Linked DNA regions of Sus scrofa: region 1 is linked to region 2. The links are chromatin contacts, called in public HiChIP or PLAC-seq maps. All regions are on one chromosome and are shown on one strand. The core of a region is the stretch at or near the end of the contact, and the rest is flanking DNA. Distances in the headings are between cores, read along the strand shown. Region 1 overlaps LOC106505716 (a long non-coding RNA gene). Region 2 holds the start of RAP2B (RAP2B, member of RAS oncogene family).

Region 1 (4,871 bases), core at 1,017-3,516, 48 kb after region 2:
GTATCACATCCTCAGTTGGATAATCCACTTTCTTCCTCCTCTGCCCTGTATATAAAATTTTCTACCACTTATGCAACGTGAATAACCTACTCTGAGATCTGGTTACTTGAATGATGTCTGTTTTGGAGATCTTAAGCTTTCTGAGGGCAGGGACCTTATCTTATTCATTCAGTTTTCCATTGACTTATTCATCCAGGGAAGAATGTTTATTGCAGAGTGATGCTTTATTCCTGCTTTTAAGAATCTGATTGTCTAAACAGAGGAAAAAACATATATCAATTTTTTTAAAATGTGTAATGTTAATATTGAGTCTTTGCAAAGTGCTGTGTGAGCAGAGAATTGCCTTGACTCCTCCTGCATCTATATCCTAACTTGTATTCCTGCTTCTACACCTGACTCCTTAAAGCCCAATGTGCACTCAATAACCAGAGGGATTTATTAAAATAGATTTTATCAATTCTCTGCTTTAAAATTTCCATTTAAACTTCTTACAGGCCTAACAAATCCAGTGGGATCTGTGGCCGCCTTGCTCTCTGCTGCTCCCTCAGTCATGCTGGCTCCTTCAGCTCTTGGGAACCAGGCTTGCTCTCCAGCCTAGCGTCTTTGAACTAGTGGTTCTTGTCTCTGCAACTGGCTCCTTCTTGTCATTCAGAGCTTAGCTCAGGTGGATGGATTCCTGACACCCAGTGTCATATGGCTTGCATAACACTAATTAATTAGTGCCTCCTTCCATCCCTTTCTCCCCTCTGCTTCCCTCCTTCTTTCCTGCCTGCCTTCCTTCCTTTCTCCCACTGACCTTCCTTTACTCTCTTACTTTTTTCCTTCCTTCTTTTCTTTCTTAACTTTGCTTCTTTCTCTGCAGTGGAAAGTTCATCAGAACAGTGACCTTGTTCCCTCCCCGACCTTCCTGTATCTGCCTCATAATAGGTGTTCGGTAATAACTCTTTGAGTGTATGAACAGATGGATAGATTTCTGAATGCTGCAAGTACTTTCTGGGTAGAAGAGGGGGAGATAACTTTTCAGACAAAGAAAACAGCACCACATTCAAAGACTCAAAATAAAGATCAAGTGCACTAGATGCATCATATTTTGTTGTGGCTGGACCATAGGGTGTGAGGTGAGCTTGGAGAGAGCAGGGAAATAAAAGGAGGTGAGAAGTGAAAGCTTATATATATAAAACACACAGAAATGCAGACTTCTGCCACTTTCTGACATTGCTGCCCTGCAGGAAGAGAGGGAAGTGGCCTTGACAAAAGATACTGACAAATTTGGTCTGCTGGAATGACTCAGAATTTTAACTTGACTATTTTGTAGGCGTATTTTTTTTTTTTTTTACAGTTTAATGAATGAGTTGGAAATATACTACTGAATTGGCCAGATATGGGAAATATGTCTATAATCATTTTGTGTCATTTATTCACTTGACTCTTACAACAAATCAGGGTTAGCAGCAGTTTCATTTATATTTTTCATTTTTTGTTTTGAGCTTTATTTATTATTTGTGAGGTTTAAAAACAGTTTGGGGAGACAGTGAAGAGGCTTTCCTTCACTTTGATAACTTCCTCATTTGTAAAACGGGACCAATAACAATGCTTATCTCAAAGGGTAGTTGAAAAACTTAAATGACTTAAGGCATATAGAGTGCTTTGAGCTGTCCTTGGCATAACGACTATTAGTCTTTATCATTATCCTAATCATTTGCTGCTCTCATAAGGAGAAACATGATGTAACTTTACAGAAGCAATTTGACACTGGGTTCAAAAATCTACTATAAACGTGTTTACATTTTGCTGGAGAGACATACTTTGCCATGCTGCAGTGTGAAGGCTTTGCTTGATAATGATGATTGTTATCATTTCTTGCATGCTTTTAAAACAGGGTATGAATGAGGGCCACTCAATTGAATTGTGTCAAGTCTATTGTTCTCATGTTTAAGAACAATGCAAAGGCCAGCATATACCAGGGAGATCCTGGGTAAAGGTGAAAAGAGAATCTTGGCAGAAACAGTGTTCTCTAGGATGAAGAAAGCATGCTTTCCTGGCAGCGGGGTCCTGGCATTTTAATCCATTTAGTGAGCATATTGCTGTGGCCCAGTCTCTGTCTGTGGCTCTAGCCCTTCTCATCAAGATTCTAGAATCCTTGTGGCCTGTGGTTCTTCTGCTCAGCTGGTCGTGAAGTCAGGAAGGAAGGGTGGATCCGCTTGAGATTTCCTGTCTTGCTGTGAGTCACTGATACCAAGCACTTTTCTTGCACTTCTCTGTCTGCTATCCGGAGAGCAGGAATGCGGCCACAGACGTCAAACCGGAACCACCCTCTGCCTCATGATAACGGCTCTCACCATGGTAAACAAGCTTGGTCTGCAACTATCTGGTAGTGGTGGGGGGTGCTCCCTCCCTGTACAAGCAGGGAACTGAAGAAAGGGCTCACCATTACATTACCCCTTGTAAGAAGAAGATGATGACTCATGAGAAAGAAAGTCCTCCTGTACCACTTCCATGGCCTGGAAAGGAGACTCATTTTGAAGATGGAAGGCAAAATTTCCAATTCTGACTCTGCTGGGAAAGACTGTAAGCCCACCTCACAGCTACTTCCCCTCCAATCCCTGCCTGCCTGCATTGCAAACAAACTGAATTTGAATATGGTGTTTTGAGATTCCTGTAAGTAAATGCCTTGTAAATAAAAAGTTTAAAGTAATTCTCTTGCTTGTGGAGTATAATATGAATGGGGTTAATCTTTGTAGAGAAAGTCTATCAAGAGGGCATGATAACAGCTGTACTACCTTACTTCTAAGCCTGCTGTGAGGATCAACAGTAATAATAATAATAGTGACAGTAATGATAACTACTGAGCACTTGTCTTACTCTGGCTGGATATTATACTTTATATACATTATTGCCATCCCTCGCAACAACCCCCCCCTCAAGTCCCCCATTCTACCAGCTGCCTTGGAATGGGATGATGTATGTGACAATGCTTTGAAAATAGTCATTAAATATATTTTTATAAAAAGGTGTAATTATATTTAACATTAGTAAAAATTCCAGGGGTAATATTTTACTCAGATTACAAAGAGCATGAGCTTTGGAATTATACACTGCTAGTTCCAAATACCGTTTTGCCCCATATCTATTGCTAAGTCTCTCTTGGCCTCAGTTTCCTCCTCTGCAAAATAGGTTCAATAACAGCTGTCTCTTAGGATTATAGCATCCACAAGGGCTAGGTGTCAAAATTTCCTATCTTTATGTTTGACACATAGTAGTTTCACCACAAATATGGACTCTCCGTTCTTTTCCATTTTTCTTAGAGGTCATAAAAATGAGACAAAGATCTTTAGAATCCTTGATTAGGTACTTGATAATTTTTCAGAGTACCTGTAGCAATACTGAGGAAGAGGAAGGACAGGTATAAAGATGAAGAATAATAGAACAGCACAAAGGAAGGTGTCTGCTGTCCATGAGAAAAATAGTCTGATTGTTCTCATCAAGTATATTTGGAAGTAACTTTGTATTCAAGACTTGAAAAAAAGTTGTGATGGAAGAGGAATTATTTATTTAAAAATTAAAAATGCATTTGATTTTCCTTAACATTGTCTGATCATAACAACATAACTGGAGTCTAGGGCTTTGGTAGGGAAGTTGCAGTGAATTCAGCTGCAGTATAAATGAATTTATATTGCTAAACATTGAGTAGCTGCCTTAGAAAACCAGACTCCTGGCCTCTCATGCTCAGTATTTATTTGAGGAGAGAAATTAAGTTGTATGGGGGTCATTAGTGTGCAAGAAAAAATTAGACATTTTCAATATTTTATTTTATTCACATAAACATTTTCTTTCATCCATGAAAGCTGGATCAGCTCTCAAAATGATATTTTTTGGGGGGTTGGGTGGGCCACCACAGCATGTGGAAGTTCTTAGGCCAAGGATCAAATCCACACCACAGCTGAAACCTGAGCCACAACAGTGACAATGCTGGATCCTTAACCCCTGGCACCAAGGGAACTCAAAAATTATAATTATTTTATTAAACAAACCACTCCTATTCGCAACTCTAACTTTATATCTCAGAGTAGAAGATAACTCCATTTTTTCTATCAGTGCAAGTTACTTTCAATACACTTCATGGCATTCTCTATTTTTAACGGAAAATTTTATAAATGTGGAGTTTGTTAGTACATTTAAAAGACTGCTTGTTCTGAAAAGAAAAAAAAAGTCTTGAGAACTATCTCAGCAAACACATTGGCACCACCTTGGTATATGCCAGAAACATTATGGGTTTCTGTTGGGGCAAGTTTTGTAGAGATTTGGACACCATATTGTGTTAGCCCTAAAGACTTAAGTGCACAAGTAGCCTTCTTTTCCACAATTTTGGAAGCTTAAAACACTGGGTTCTAATGATATCTGAACATCTAAAAATAAAGTATGCTTTGCAAAGGAAAGACACAAAGACAGAGGAAACATACTTAAACAATAAACTTTTTACTTACAAGGCCTTAATTTCATTTCACAGTATCTTCTAAAAAAATCCTTTGTACCTACCATTGCCGCTAGTGAAATGGCGTTACTTATGGGTGGTAAAGAGAAAACTCTCTGACAAATTGAGTATACAGCCTTGATAATTACCTTGTATATTATGGTTTCAAGGACTGAAAGAGTTGTATTTGCCTATGGTAACTGATACTTACTGAATACATATTTGATAAAGAGATTAAAAATTATTATCTAGAAATATGAGTCCACATCTTTAAAAAGGGTAGAGGGGGATAAAAGGAAATAAGTGAAATGTAGTATGGCTTTGAGAAGCAGTTTATAAGACCTTTGTATGAGCCACATTTAACCAAATGGCAACAGCGTTGGTTATAGCTTTTATTATT
Region 2 (4,362 bases), core at 1,861-4,360:
CAACTATATTCCAGTATAAGATAAAAATTAAATTGAAAAAATACCCACTCTCATGGCTGAAGATGATCTTTTTTTAGATAGTGCTGTCAAGCCACCTGGGTTGTAATTGTCATGAATTTAGGGGGTGCTGCAGCTTTAAAAGCATCTTTCCACACATTATCTGTTTATTATCCCTGAGGATAGGCTGCCACCATGAAAAAAGGAGCCAGGACTCTAGGTTCTAATTCTGCTCAGCTGACTATCATTTTAATGAAGGGTTTGGTCATCAGATTCTCTCCAAGATTCCTCAGGTAGCTAGGTGGGTGGGGCGAATTTTATTATCATTCTTTTATAGGTAGAGAAACTTAACTAAGGTTAGGAGCGCTTAAAGTACTTGTCCAAGGTCTCAGATAATAATTGATATCCACTACTGGTCAAAAGACCTCAAGATTCAACCTAAGAAAGATTAAAATCTGGGAACTTTCCTGTGAGAAGGTTGTATTGCTTAATGGTTTCAAGACCAGGTTCTGCAGCCCAACACCTGGGTCAGCATCCTAGCCTAGCCACTCACTAGCTGTGAGATCTCATGCCAGTTACTGAACGTCTTAAGGCCTCAGTTTCCTCATCCTTAAAATAGGTATATATAATTATGTTTACGAGGAGTAAATAAGACAGAACATGTAAAACGCCTCTCAGACATTAAAAGCTAGGCGAATGTGAGGTTCCCTCCGGCTGTATTAGGAGAATTTGCCGTAAAGGTTTCTGGAGAATTACATAAGCATAACTACAGCCAAACACTTTGATAACCCCTCTGCCCACTAAATAGCGGGGCCACGCGCAGGGACGGGCTCAACCCCCACCACCCAAAGCTTTGGCTCCTGCAGGCGACTCGCCAGGTCCCTTGGCCAAGAATTCACGCTGCCGCCCATCACACTGCAAGCTAAGGCTAGGAGGTTAATTCGAAAACATGGCCCTGAGTCACCGCAGGACTGAGGGAACTGAAACCAAACGTTAGCACACCTCCTGGTTTGTCCCTCCGAAGGGATGGTTAAACCAGTGGGAAGTGGCATCGAATAAAAAAGGCACGATACAGAGACAGGTTGACGCAGCTCGGTCCCTCCCACTCTTATCCCTGGGGCTCACGCTAACAGCATTCAATCTTTTGACAGGTCTTGACATCTCTCCTCCGCGAGGAAGGAGAGAGACTTGGAGCAAGTCGAGGCATCTCCCTGGTACCTCCCGTGATTGTGAGCCCAGCCCAGTCTAGCGAACTCCCGCCCCAAAGCAAAGACGTTTTCTAAAGGCAAGCCCGGGCATTCCCCCACCCGAGTGAGATGAATTCATAGTGGCCCATTTCCACATCCTAGCCCCTCCCCCACCCTGCTAAAACAAACAAACAAACAGAAAAACCACCAAACTTGGAAACTTTGCTGTTTCTTGAAGACCAAGAACTGTAGCCAGCTCCCTTCAACCGACTGTCGTGACTGGGCACCAAGAAGTTAGATTCTCTCCAATACACCAACAAAGGACTATATTTAGCTCTGAGATCTCCGCCTAAATTCCTTATTTTTTTCACTCTTAGCTTCAAAACGACTAGGATGGGGAAGTGGGAGGAAGGGGGCGGGGAGCAGCAGAGAAAGAACAGCTGTGCCTCCGCCTCTCAACTCAATCTCTATAAATAACCAATCACGAGCGGAGTCTACTTTTTAGCCAATGAAGCAGCCCAAACTGATAAGATCTTGGCAGTAGCCAATGGGAGAGCATTTGAGGGTGTGAGATTTGCGCCCCGGGACCAATGGGTCCAGAGTCTGGGAGAGGTAATTTGAGCTAGAGTGTGGGTGTGTGGTGCACAAGCTTCCTACTTCCAAGCCCCCAAACCTGCTCTGTGCACTGAGCATGCCCTGACTAGCTGCGGGCGCCACCGCCGCTTTGGATAGGACTGTAATCCGCTCTCCAGATTTTGGCCCCAGCTGACTGGGGCGGGGGAGGGGGCGAGTGGGGGGGCGGGGTGGCCCGCGGAACCCTAGCCCGAAGACAGCTCTGGTTAGTAGAGGCAGCCCTTTCCCTAGTCGCAACAGGGTTTCAGACCCAGCATTCCCGTTTTCTTTGTCCCAGAGATGAAAGTGCGGGAGAGTAGGCCAGAGAAGGTCGGGTAGAAAGAGCTGCGCCTTGGGTAGGGGAAGATGGTCTTCCCGCCAAACACCCAAACGTCCTTTGGGTCTCAATCCCGGGAGACACACCCTCCGGGGGTCTGGGAAGTGGGATCTACGGGCTCTGAATGATGCGAGGCAAGAGCCCAATCCTCCCTATTCCCAGGGAGGAGTGAGGGGGTGGCTGCCGCACCCACTCGCTTCTCGAAGAGCCTGAGCCCCTATGTATGAACCCAGAGCGGCGAAAGAAGGCTGCCTCCAACCTCCCACTGGAGCTCTCCCAGCCCGCCACAAACACCTACACATCCCGGCACATTTGTCCTCTTGCTGGGAGACCAGAGCCTCCGGCGAATCCGCTAGTCCCGACTCAAATCGCGAGCCCCACCCACAACCCCGCCTCCGCCCGGCTCCCTGGAAAACCAGGAGCAGCGGATCCGGCGGGAGCGGCCGGCGGCGGCGCACTGGGCATGCTCGTCCGGGCGGGGAGGGCCGGGCTGCGCGCGGCGAGTAGGAAGCCCTCGCCCCGCGGAGGCTGAGGAAGAGAGCTCCATGGGCCGCGGCGGTGGGCGCACGCTCTGCGGGGACTCATGCCACGCGCGTCCCGGCCCGACGCGCAATTAGCTGCCGCCTCCGCAGCCCGCTACCTCCGCCGCCTCCTCGCCCTTCTGGGCTGCCGCGACGAGAAGCTGCAGCCTTCGCTTTGCACAGGCTGCCGGCATTGTCCTCCGGTTCCGCCGCCCAGGCTGCCGCTGCCGCTGCCGCCGCGGGCTGCTGCGGGGCCCCGGACCTGCGCCCCAGGGACGCGCTGCCGCTGCCGGCCGGCCCGGCGCCCGGCCCCCGCTCGGTGATTTCCGCGCTCTGCGCTCCTCGGCCATTTCGCTCCTGAGTTTTTCCTGCGGAGCTGAGGAAGGGTAGAAGTCCAGCCGCCAAGCCCAGCCTTACTACGGCGCGCAGCCCCGACGGGCGAGCGCCGACGGAGCCATGAGAGAGTACAAAGTGGTGGTGCTAGGCTCGGGCGGCGTGGGCAAGTCCGCGCTCACCGTGCAGTTCGTGACCGGCTCCTTCATCGAGAAGTACGACCCCACCATCGAGGACTTCTACCGCAAGGAGATCGAGGTGGACTCGTCGCCGTCCGTGCTGGAGATCCTGGACACGGCCGGCACGGAGCAGTTCGCGTCCATGCGGGACCTGTACATCAAGAACGGCCAGGGTTTCATCCTCGTCTACAGCCTCGTTAACCAGCAGAGCTTCCAGGACATCAAGCCTATGCGGGACCAGATCATCCGCGTAAAGCGGTACGAGAGAGTGCCCATGATCCTGGTGGGCAACAAGGTGGACTTGGAGGGCGAGCGCGAGGTCTCTTACGGCGAGGGCAAGGCCCTGGCCGAGGAGTGGAGCTGCCCCTTCATGGAGACATCGGCCAAAAACAAAGCCTCGGTGGACGAGCTGTTTGCCGAGATCGTGCGGCAGATGAACTACGCGGCGCAGCCCAACGGAGACGAGGGCTGCTGCTCGGCCTGCGTGATCCTCTGAGGCGCCCGCGGCTGCCGCGCGCCGGCCGAGCTCTGCGCACAAAAGCCAAACGCACCCGACTCTAAATGTGATTTCTCTTCTTGCTTTGAGATTGGAGACGACTTTGCATCGGCCGGGGTGTCCCGGGAGCCCGGCTGGCCCCCGTGGCCATGTCCCCTGCCTCTGCCCCGTGTCCGAGGGGGTGTGCCGTTCTGACCATCCGAGACCCGATGGAAATGTGGCTCTTTGCGGCATGTACGTTTCTCATTGATTTTGGTTGACGCGTTATTTCCCCATTGACGCAGCCGTTGGGGCGCTGTATTGGCAGCTTGACACCGGCAAGCGAAAGTTTCAGCCTGGAGAAAAAAAAAAAAAAAAAAATGGGGTGGGGGAGGAAGAGGACGGGGAGAAGGTTGGAAAGGGGGAGTTTTTTGTTTTTGTTTTTCTGTCCAAAACCGTTTTTCTCGTTCCAAGTTTTAAATACTCGGAAGGAAGTCCGGGAGAACCAAATGAAGGAGCAGGAGGAGAGGAAAAAACTTTTGTTTTTTTTCCTCGTTTTCCAGGAGTAGCTGGAAATTAAGATCGGGTTCCTTTTCTGCCAGCTTGGAAGGGCAACCCCGTGACTGATTATGATTCTGAGGATGTCTATGCAAAGTTGGATTCTTGTTACAGTGTATCCAATCTGAAGTATTGCACATCTGAACTGGGACTGTTAACACTG

Evidence for each region. HiChIP or PLAC-seq counts read pairs in DNA pulled down with a chosen protein or histone mark.
Region 1: a contact with region 2 is called in an H3K27ac HiChIP or PLAC-seq map of alveolar macrophages. The contact joins the enhancer-like site here to the promoter of RAP2B in region 2. A contact is called at or near these places in 14 of 47 Hi-C or Micro-C datasets (adipocytes, alveolar macrophages, blood and 6 more) and 2 of 2 datasets of contacts at active chromatin or transcription factors (alveolar macrophages and skeletal muscle).

The regions. Positions count from the first base shown.
Region 1 is chr13:93,354,000-93,358,870 of Sscrofa11.1, forward strand. LOC106505716 (a long non-coding RNA gene) reads left to right here. Exons shown (of 2, transcript XR_001300380.2): 1 at 1-2,343; 2 at 2,450-2,695. Among named protein-coding and RNA genes, the nearest start is that of RAP2B, 48 kb to the left of the region's middle. Within about 2 kb of position 2,267, at least 44 of the 83 cell types and tissues checked have an H3K27ac peak or open chromatin away from gene starts, as enhancers often do. A contact at or near this core is called in alveolar macrophages, embryonic fibroblasts, liver and 3 more, where this site is marked.
Region 2 is chr13:93,305,002-93,309,363 of Sscrofa11.1, forward strand. RAP2B (RAP2B, member of RAS oncogene family) reads left to right here and starts at 3,111. Exons shown (of 1, transcript NM_001123185.1): 1 at 3,111-3,662. The coding sequence starts at 3,111. The coding sequence ends at 3,662.